Linked DNA regions of Mus musculus: region 1 is linked to region 2. A link is a contact called in public Hi-C data. All regions are on one chromosome and are shown on one strand. The core of a region is the stretch at or near the end of the contact, and the rest is flanking DNA. Distances in the headings are between cores, read along the strand shown.

Region 1 (3,674 bases), core at 1,118-3,617, 2.0 Mb before region 2:
GAAGAAACGGCGAGGTTCTGCCAATCACCCTAAGACCAACAAAGACCAGTAAAGACCAGTAAAGACCAGCAAAGAACAGCAAAGAACAGCAATGAACAGCTGTGTCTGTGAAAAATGCAAGAGAGAGTACTTACACGGAAGCAAGTAGAATCCAGATGCTGCATCACACCCTGGCAGAGGATGCAGCAGCCCATTCAAAACCGTGGCCATGCTTTGGTTGAAGAATGAGAATACCTGGAGTATAAACTCACAAGTGTTTTTACTTTTATCAAATTATAAATCTACATTTATACTTAAGATAAAAATGTTCAAATTAATGGATCTTCAAAATTCTTTTTGTTTAATATTTCCTCTCAAATCGTGTTCCATGGGAATCCCTTTCCTCTGTTAGAAATAAATGTCAATGTGTATTGCACACAGTTAGAATCACACACATGGTAGCACTGCTCACTGAAAGTGTGGCCAGTGCTTTGCTCACCTGGTCACCTTCATCCTTTTCACTGAGGTCAGAGGGTAATGGCAGACTAAATGTAAAGTCTAATCTTTGCAGAGTTGAGAGTGGAATTCTGCCTAGAGAGAACATTCATGCAGAGTTAGATCATAGTCTGGGTATTTAATAGTTTTAATTCCCAGACAGACTTTAGGAAGAAACAGAGAAAGCCTTAAGTAAAATGTAGAAAAGACAGAGACATGGTAGCTCCTGCCTCTCGTCCCTGAACTCAAGAGTTTGACAAATTAGTATTCCAAGGAATTAGAAACTATCCTAAACACTCTAAACACTTAGTGATTTCTAGCCCAGGCTTGAATATAGAGTAAATATCTGCCTCCAAAAAAAAAAAAAAAAAAAGGTAAAGGGTTTTTCATAACTATTAACATTTCAGAGGAATGGGAACATCAAAGCATTATTTGTAAGCAATTGTGTCCACAGCAAGAACAACAGTGAGACTTATGACCTCATCAAGATATGAAATTTAGGTAAGTGTATAGCTATGGATAGAGCACTAGCCCAGCATCCACAAGGACCGTGGTTCAATCACTGAAGTCAAAAGCAAAACTGAACAACAACAGCAAAAGTTCATGATCCCAGCACCGGGGAGGCTAAGGGAGCTAGAGCTCATTTAGGGTCAGGCTATCAGAAAGGAAGAAGAGTATAAGACAGTTGTAAGTATGTGAAATAAATTCAAACTACAGAGTTATGTCTGCTGTCACTCATCATTCCATATTTCAGAAGACAGAGACTGTAGGGAAATAATTAGAGAGGCAAACAGGAAAGGGGATGAGACAGGTGATGGTGGCTTCTCCAACATTCACTCACACAACTGACTTTCTTTAATTAATTTGTGATTTATTTATTTATTCTTCTCTTTCTTTCTCCCTTCCTTTTCTCTTTGGAAAGCTTCAGGTGTTTCCCATGCCATGCTGATGTCAGTCACCATGGCTGAGGATGGCTTTGACCTCCTGATCCTCATGCAGCCAGCTGCAAGGCAGTGGCATCCTGTGCCGGTTTGAATAACAATGGCCCCAAAGCCTAAGATCTTTTGAATACTTGGTTCTCAGCTATCAGGACACTGTTCAGGAAAGATTAGGAGTGTGGCATTCTTGAAGAAGGTATGGCATGGGTGTAAGCTTTCAAGATTCAATAGATTCTGACCACCAACACCATTCTCTCTCTGCCTCAGGTTTCTGTCAAGATTGTGTCTCCAGTTGTGACTTCTCACTTTCTGCTCCAGCACCATGTCTCCCTGCCTGTTATCAGGCTCTCCACTGTGGTGGTCATGAACTCTAACCCATAGGAACTGTGAGTGCCAAATTAAACACTCTACTTGTAACTTGTCCTAGTCATGGTATTTATCAGAGCAGTAGAAGAGTAAAGAAGATAGACCACAGGGGCCACCACAGCTGGTTTTGTACACTTCTGAGGACCATCCCAGTGCTTCATGCTTGATAGGCAAGCACTATGTCAACAGAACCTCATTCCCAGCTCTACAGATTTCCCCCTTCTAATCCGTTAGTGCTGAGTCACTATATAGGTGTTCAATACACCTCTAAGCCAAATAGGAACCTCCAAGACATTCTGGTGAGGGACTCCTAAAAGGGAGGAAATGAATGGGTGGATCATATCAGCACTGGAAAAGGACTAAGTCTGTTCGTTCAGCCACATAATACATAATCTGGAGGAGACCATGGGGCAGCTGGTGAGCCCTCTACAGCTCATTACTCTCTGCTGTGAGGGTGGTGAGGTGTTTCTGCCTGGCTCTGCACATAACTCCTCCCCAGTTTCCAGAGCCAGCCAATGCTGATATGAGGGTAACTTCCTCAGTCAGTGGGGTTCTGCAGGCTTATGCAAAGGCATCTCATTGGTCTGTAGAGTTGTGGTTTCTGTTTCATTTCCAGAGCTCAAACTTTCCTTTCTCTAGATTTTAGCCGGAAATACCTTGAAGTTCTGGATTGGTGAGTTAATTCTCCCTGGTTTACAACTTTCTGGCGTCTGATAAAGGGCTGAGCAATTTTAGGGGGCAGATTTTTGAAGACTTTGAAAGGAGAACATTGCTTTTGTTTGGGTGAGTTTATCCTGTAAAAGCGGGGGAGGGAAAGGGGGACGGGCTGCCGGCCTCTGGCTGAAAATGCAAATGGGGGAGCTTGAGGGAGGTGCCTCCTCAACAACAACAACAACAAAAAACTACTTTAAAGATGCCTGTTGTCCAGATTTAGTCTCCCCCTTCCGATTCACAATCTGTAATTTTGAATCGTACCTTGTCGACGAGATCCAGAACTTTGTTGTCTATGACAGTCATTCTTTTTCCAGGCAGCAAAGCTGGATCAGAGCCTCTGCTTTTTACTGCGTTTTTGTGTGATAAAGTGGTACTTCCGCATACTCTAGGGCTGTGGTTCTTTACCGGATCAGACCCGTTTGAATGACCTTTTCACGGGAGTTTCACTTTAGATATCTCGCATGTCATACATTCATATTATGATTCAAAACTGTAGAAAAATATAGTTAAGAGGAAGCAAAGACCACAGTTTTATGGTTGCGGTCAATACAACACGAGAAAGTTTTCTAAAGAGTTGCAGCATTAGGAAAGTTGCAAAATACTCCTCTAAGAGAACCAGAGTTTCTCTCAGTTTAGTAACAAAGACTGAGAGCCTGTTATTTAGTCATCGACCCTGTTTGACAGTCCCAAGCCCGGGAATAACTTCAGCTATTTCCTTCTCCTTCAGATATTTTCTCCATACCAATATAAACTTCAGCCCAGCTTGAGATTCCAGATACACAGGAGCAGAAGGATTATAAATTGATGGCCATCATCAGCAACTCAATAAGACTCATTCATAGAATATTTTTTTAAAAGACATCTGTGACTTAGTTCAGTGATAGGGTACTTTTCAATCTTTGGGTTCAGTTCCCACGCAGAGGGGAAGGGGTGTTTGAAGATGGGAAAACTACTATGAGCATGCTCCAGTGACACATCTGAAGATTTCCCCCAAAGTGCCAACTTTTGTAAGGTTTCTTGGAGAGAGGATATGTTTTATGTTGCCCAGACTGGTCTTCAGCTCTTCCGACAGCCCCACTTCCAAGTCTCTGTAGTGTCAGGAGCACATGACTGCAACAGCCTCTTTCTACCTTTAAAGAATGAAAATTAAATTTTTGTTTGATGTTTAAAATGTCAAATTAA
Region 2 (3,855 bases), core at 391-2,890:
CCCTAACTAGTCTTCTGTCCCCAACCCTTCAGGCTACAGTCTGGGGCAGATTGTAGTGACAGGGTGTGAAAAACAGAAAAAGAGAACTGGTGAGCTTCTAAACTTTGTGTAAATTAATTGTATTTTTTTTAAAGGTTCCTTTCTACTGCAAAAGTATTGGCCAGAGCTACTACTGCTAAACAAAGCTCTGTAAGTATACAGGGAAAATAAGGACAGATTAAAAATAATAACATGGAATCCTTACTCTCATCAGTCAGAAGAAACGGATTAAGTCAACAAGTGGTCCCAGGATTTTTTATTACCGAGAAGTCAAGAAAGGGCCATTTAAGTCCCTAGTGGTAAACAGGATTCCATCTAAGGACTTGCTTTGATATTTCACATGGGCACAAGCAAAAGACAGATTTCCTAAGGGAAAGGAGGGACTACGGTGGTTCTCACGGTGGTTAGAACAGAAAGGCACACCTGAACACCAAGCTGTAGAAAAACAGACCCAGCCCTGCCCTGATCTTCCCTGCCCATCCCGAGTGGCCTCAACCCACCATTGCCACACACCCCCTTATACCTCAAGTGATAAAACTGGCTAAAAGGAATTTTAACATCTGAGAAGGCTACTCTTCCAGACAAGAAGTCCTGAATGGGGCCTCAACCTTACTGATCTAAAAAGTCAAGGTGTCCCCATGAGGCTTCTCACTACCTTCCGGAGGAGGGATAAGGAAAGTTGCTCTGGGGAAATACTAACATTAGGCATGACTACTACACGAAAGAACTTCTTGGACTACTGAGACTACACAGTGTTATGGTGTATCTCACATGTGCGGAGATTCCAACGTGCCCACTTCGGGCCACTCAGTCTTGAGTCAATCAAGCCCCCAGCCCAGTCCAGCCCGCCGCAAGGCCTTCTTTACCTGCTTCGGTAGACTCTTCAGAAGTCGCCCCGGAGCTAGCTCCTGTATTCTTTTCACTGTGACTATGGCTGAGACTCTGGCCCTGATGCAGAAGGAGCCCCCAAAGAAGCCACAGGGCAAGACGGGCGCACACATCCATGACGGTAGGTCTCAGTCAACATGCGCCTGCTGTAGACACCTTTGGATCCCAGAAGCAAATCCCAGAGTCAGGGAGTGCAGCCGACGGTTCCAAAGCAAGATGCCCTCGCGGCGCCGCAGCTGTCCAGCCACCTGCGGGCTTACCTCCTCCGATAAGCGAAGGTCAAGTGCCCCAAGTTTGGACGCAGAAGGATCGGAGTCTCCGGTCCAACTGTAGGTCCGCCGGGGCTGCGGCGGCGGCCTGAGCTCTATCTGCTTCCGGAGAGTTTGAGCAGGGTGGCTGCGGGGCCGCTGTCAGCTCCGCAGCCTGCTGCACCCCTGCGGGAGGAGGCGGGCAGAATCTCCCGCCCGCACTGAGGTGGGGGAGGGAGAGAAGAGAGGAGAGAAGGGGGGCACCTGACCTCGCCCCGAGAAACAGCGGTGAGCCTCAGCAGCTAGGGCTTCGGCGTGCGACCTACAGGCCCCAGCAGACACGGATGTCTCCGGGATCCTAAGACTCCTAGGCCGAGGTCAGCGCCCCCGCCGGGTCCGGTACCTCTGCGGCTCCTGGTGCCCCGGTGCAGCAGGCGGACGCGCACGGGCCAGGCCCGGGACAGCGGCTCCCGGGAGGGCGGGAGGGCGGGAGGGCGGCACGGGGCGGGCCCGAAGTGGGCGGGGGCGTGCTCTACCGCCGGCCCGCCCCGCGCCGCCCGGCCCCCAGCGAAGCCCGGGCCCGCCCCAGAGCCGGCTTATCCCGGAATAACCTGTTGGAGAGCGCCCGCCAGAGCCCCCCGCAACTGGCGGGGTCTCTTGGGGACCCTGCCTGCGCTGGTGGTCGTCAGGACCGCGGCCCCGCGACAAGGATGGGGCCTCGGCCTCTGCCGTGCGCACCCCAGCCTCCAGCTCTAACGCCCGCCCGCAGGCGGGCCCCTGACACGCAGTTGCTCAGGTAACTCAGGCCTGCGGCGGCGGTGACAGCTACTGCCCTGTCCGGATCTCCGGGCCGCAGCGCTGCTCTCCGGACTCCACTGTAAAGTCAGGTTGGACAGAAACTCCGCACTAGGATGACAAACCTGGAGCCGCCTGGGGTGACTATGGTCCTGCTAGGTTTGGCCAAGGGGCGCGCTCCCAGCCCCCAACTCCCGACTCCCAGGCTCCGCCCTTTCGACGCGCCTCGCAGCCAATCGGCTTCCGCCTCTCAATAACCCGCGCCTCCGGTCTCCCGTACGCAGCGGTCCCTGGTGGCCACATCTAAGTACTGCAAAAGGACTAGTTCCTAGGTGGCCCTGACCCTTTCTAGAGGGTTACTGAAGGGAAGGGAAGCCCCTAGTCAAGCCCTTTAGAGGCTACAAGTGTTTAAAGAAGAAATTGTTCCAAAAAGCAGAATGAAATGCCCATCCCACTGTAGGTAAAACGTCACCTGTACGTAGCCTAACAGGTCTATCTGCTTTCCTAACACCCTGCCCGTCCCTGATCTACATCCTATGCCCTTGTGTAGCTCTTGCAACCCACCTCTCAGGCCCCACCCTCTTGAGGTTTGTGGGGTAAAGCCCGTGATGGTTCCTCCCATCTCATTCTCCTATCTCTCTGATTCCGTTAGAGGAGATGGTAGCGACTTGAGAATAAGTGCCCCAAAAACAGAGAACCCCGCCCAGGCTTCCTTTAGCAAAGCCTATACTTCCTGTTCTCTTCTCAAGCGTACTGTCAGCAGATCTTTACCGAAACCTCCGTGCCCTACCCCTGTCCTTGGCACCGGAGGCAGGAGACTGGATTAGGCCCAGTCCCTCTTCTGACAGTGATAAACCAGCTCCTGTTATGAGTGAGCCCTTTGAAGACCAGAACACGGATTTGCCCAACAGCTGCCTGGCTTAAGGGTTAGGCTGTTGATATAAAAATACATGTCAGACGTCATCTACTATCACTCTCTCCACTCTGTTAATCTCCCATCACACTGGCCTTTTTTTTTTTTCTTGTGGTGTGTGTGTGTACACTTTTACAATATCAAACCCAGAACCTCAGACACGATAAACAAGCACTCTATTCGCCACGCTAAACATGGACCTTCAGGAAGTTCCCAAACACATCAAACAGGCTTCAGAGCATTTGTGTCTGTTGTTTCTTCTACCGAAAACCTTCCTCACCCTACTTCCCCACCCGCTCCCCACCAATAAACTTAACCTCTTGTTATTCTAGATATTGTTGAATAACTCCTTAGAAGGTTCAACCTAAGGCTGACAATATGGTTTAGTGGGTAAAGAAGCTCACCACAAGCCGGGCGCGGTGGCGCATGCCTTTGATCCCAGCACTCGGGAGGCAGAGGCAGGCAGATTTCTGAGTTCGAGGCCAGCCTGGTCTACAGAGTGAGTTCCAGGACAGCCAGGGCTACACAGAGAAACCCTGTCTCAAAGAAAGGCAGACAGAAAGACAGGAAGGAGGGAGGGAGGGAGCAAGGAAAGAAGGAAGGAGGGAGGGAGCAAGGAAAGAAGGAAGGAGGGAGGGAGCAAGGAAAGAAGGAAGGAGGGAGGGAGGGAAGGAAGCTACTATCTGTATCACCTTCAAAGCCAGTCTACAGAGTTAGGCCCTAAATATAGCCACTCCTCCCACTATCGTGTGGTTGTGAGTTTTCAGAGGTCTCTGAGATGTACACCTGCACATCATAAATACTTAGTGAAAAGCTTACTGGTAAATGTTAGTTCATTTGATCACACAAATATCTATTGAATGACAGCCATATGCTGGAAAATTGGCCAAAACAAAAGGCGAACCCCTGACCTAGATTCTATCAGACCTATGTTCTGAGCCAGCTCTCAAACTCAAGTCACAAAATGAACAA

The links. A called contact is a pair of places that touch in the nucleus more often than the background predicts.
Region 1: a contact with region 2 is called in a Hi-C map of B cells, with 6 read pairs. The contact joins the promoter of Trim12a here to the promoter of Stim1 in region 2. A contact is called at or near these places in 1 of 39 promoter capture datasets (pre-B cells) and 1 of 484 Hi-C or Micro-C datasets (B cells).

What each region holds. Positions count from the first base shown.
Region 1 is chr7:104,314,188-104,317,861 of GRCm38.p6, reverse strand. It overlaps Trim12a (tripartite motif-containing 12A), which reads left to right and starts at 2,367. Exons shown (of 8, transcript NM_023835.2): 1 at 2,367-2,451. It overlaps Gm15133 (predicted gene 15133), which reads right to left and starts at 2,831. Exons shown (of 7, transcript NR_040749.1): 1 at 2,754-2,831; 2 at 479-566; 3 at 135-234; 4 at 1-29.
Region 2 is chr7:102,265,604-102,269,458 of GRCm38.p6, reverse strand. It overlaps Stim1 (stromal interaction molecule 1), which reads right to left and starts at 1,640. Exons shown (of 12, transcript NM_009287.5): 1 at 906-1,640. The coding sequence starts at 1,044.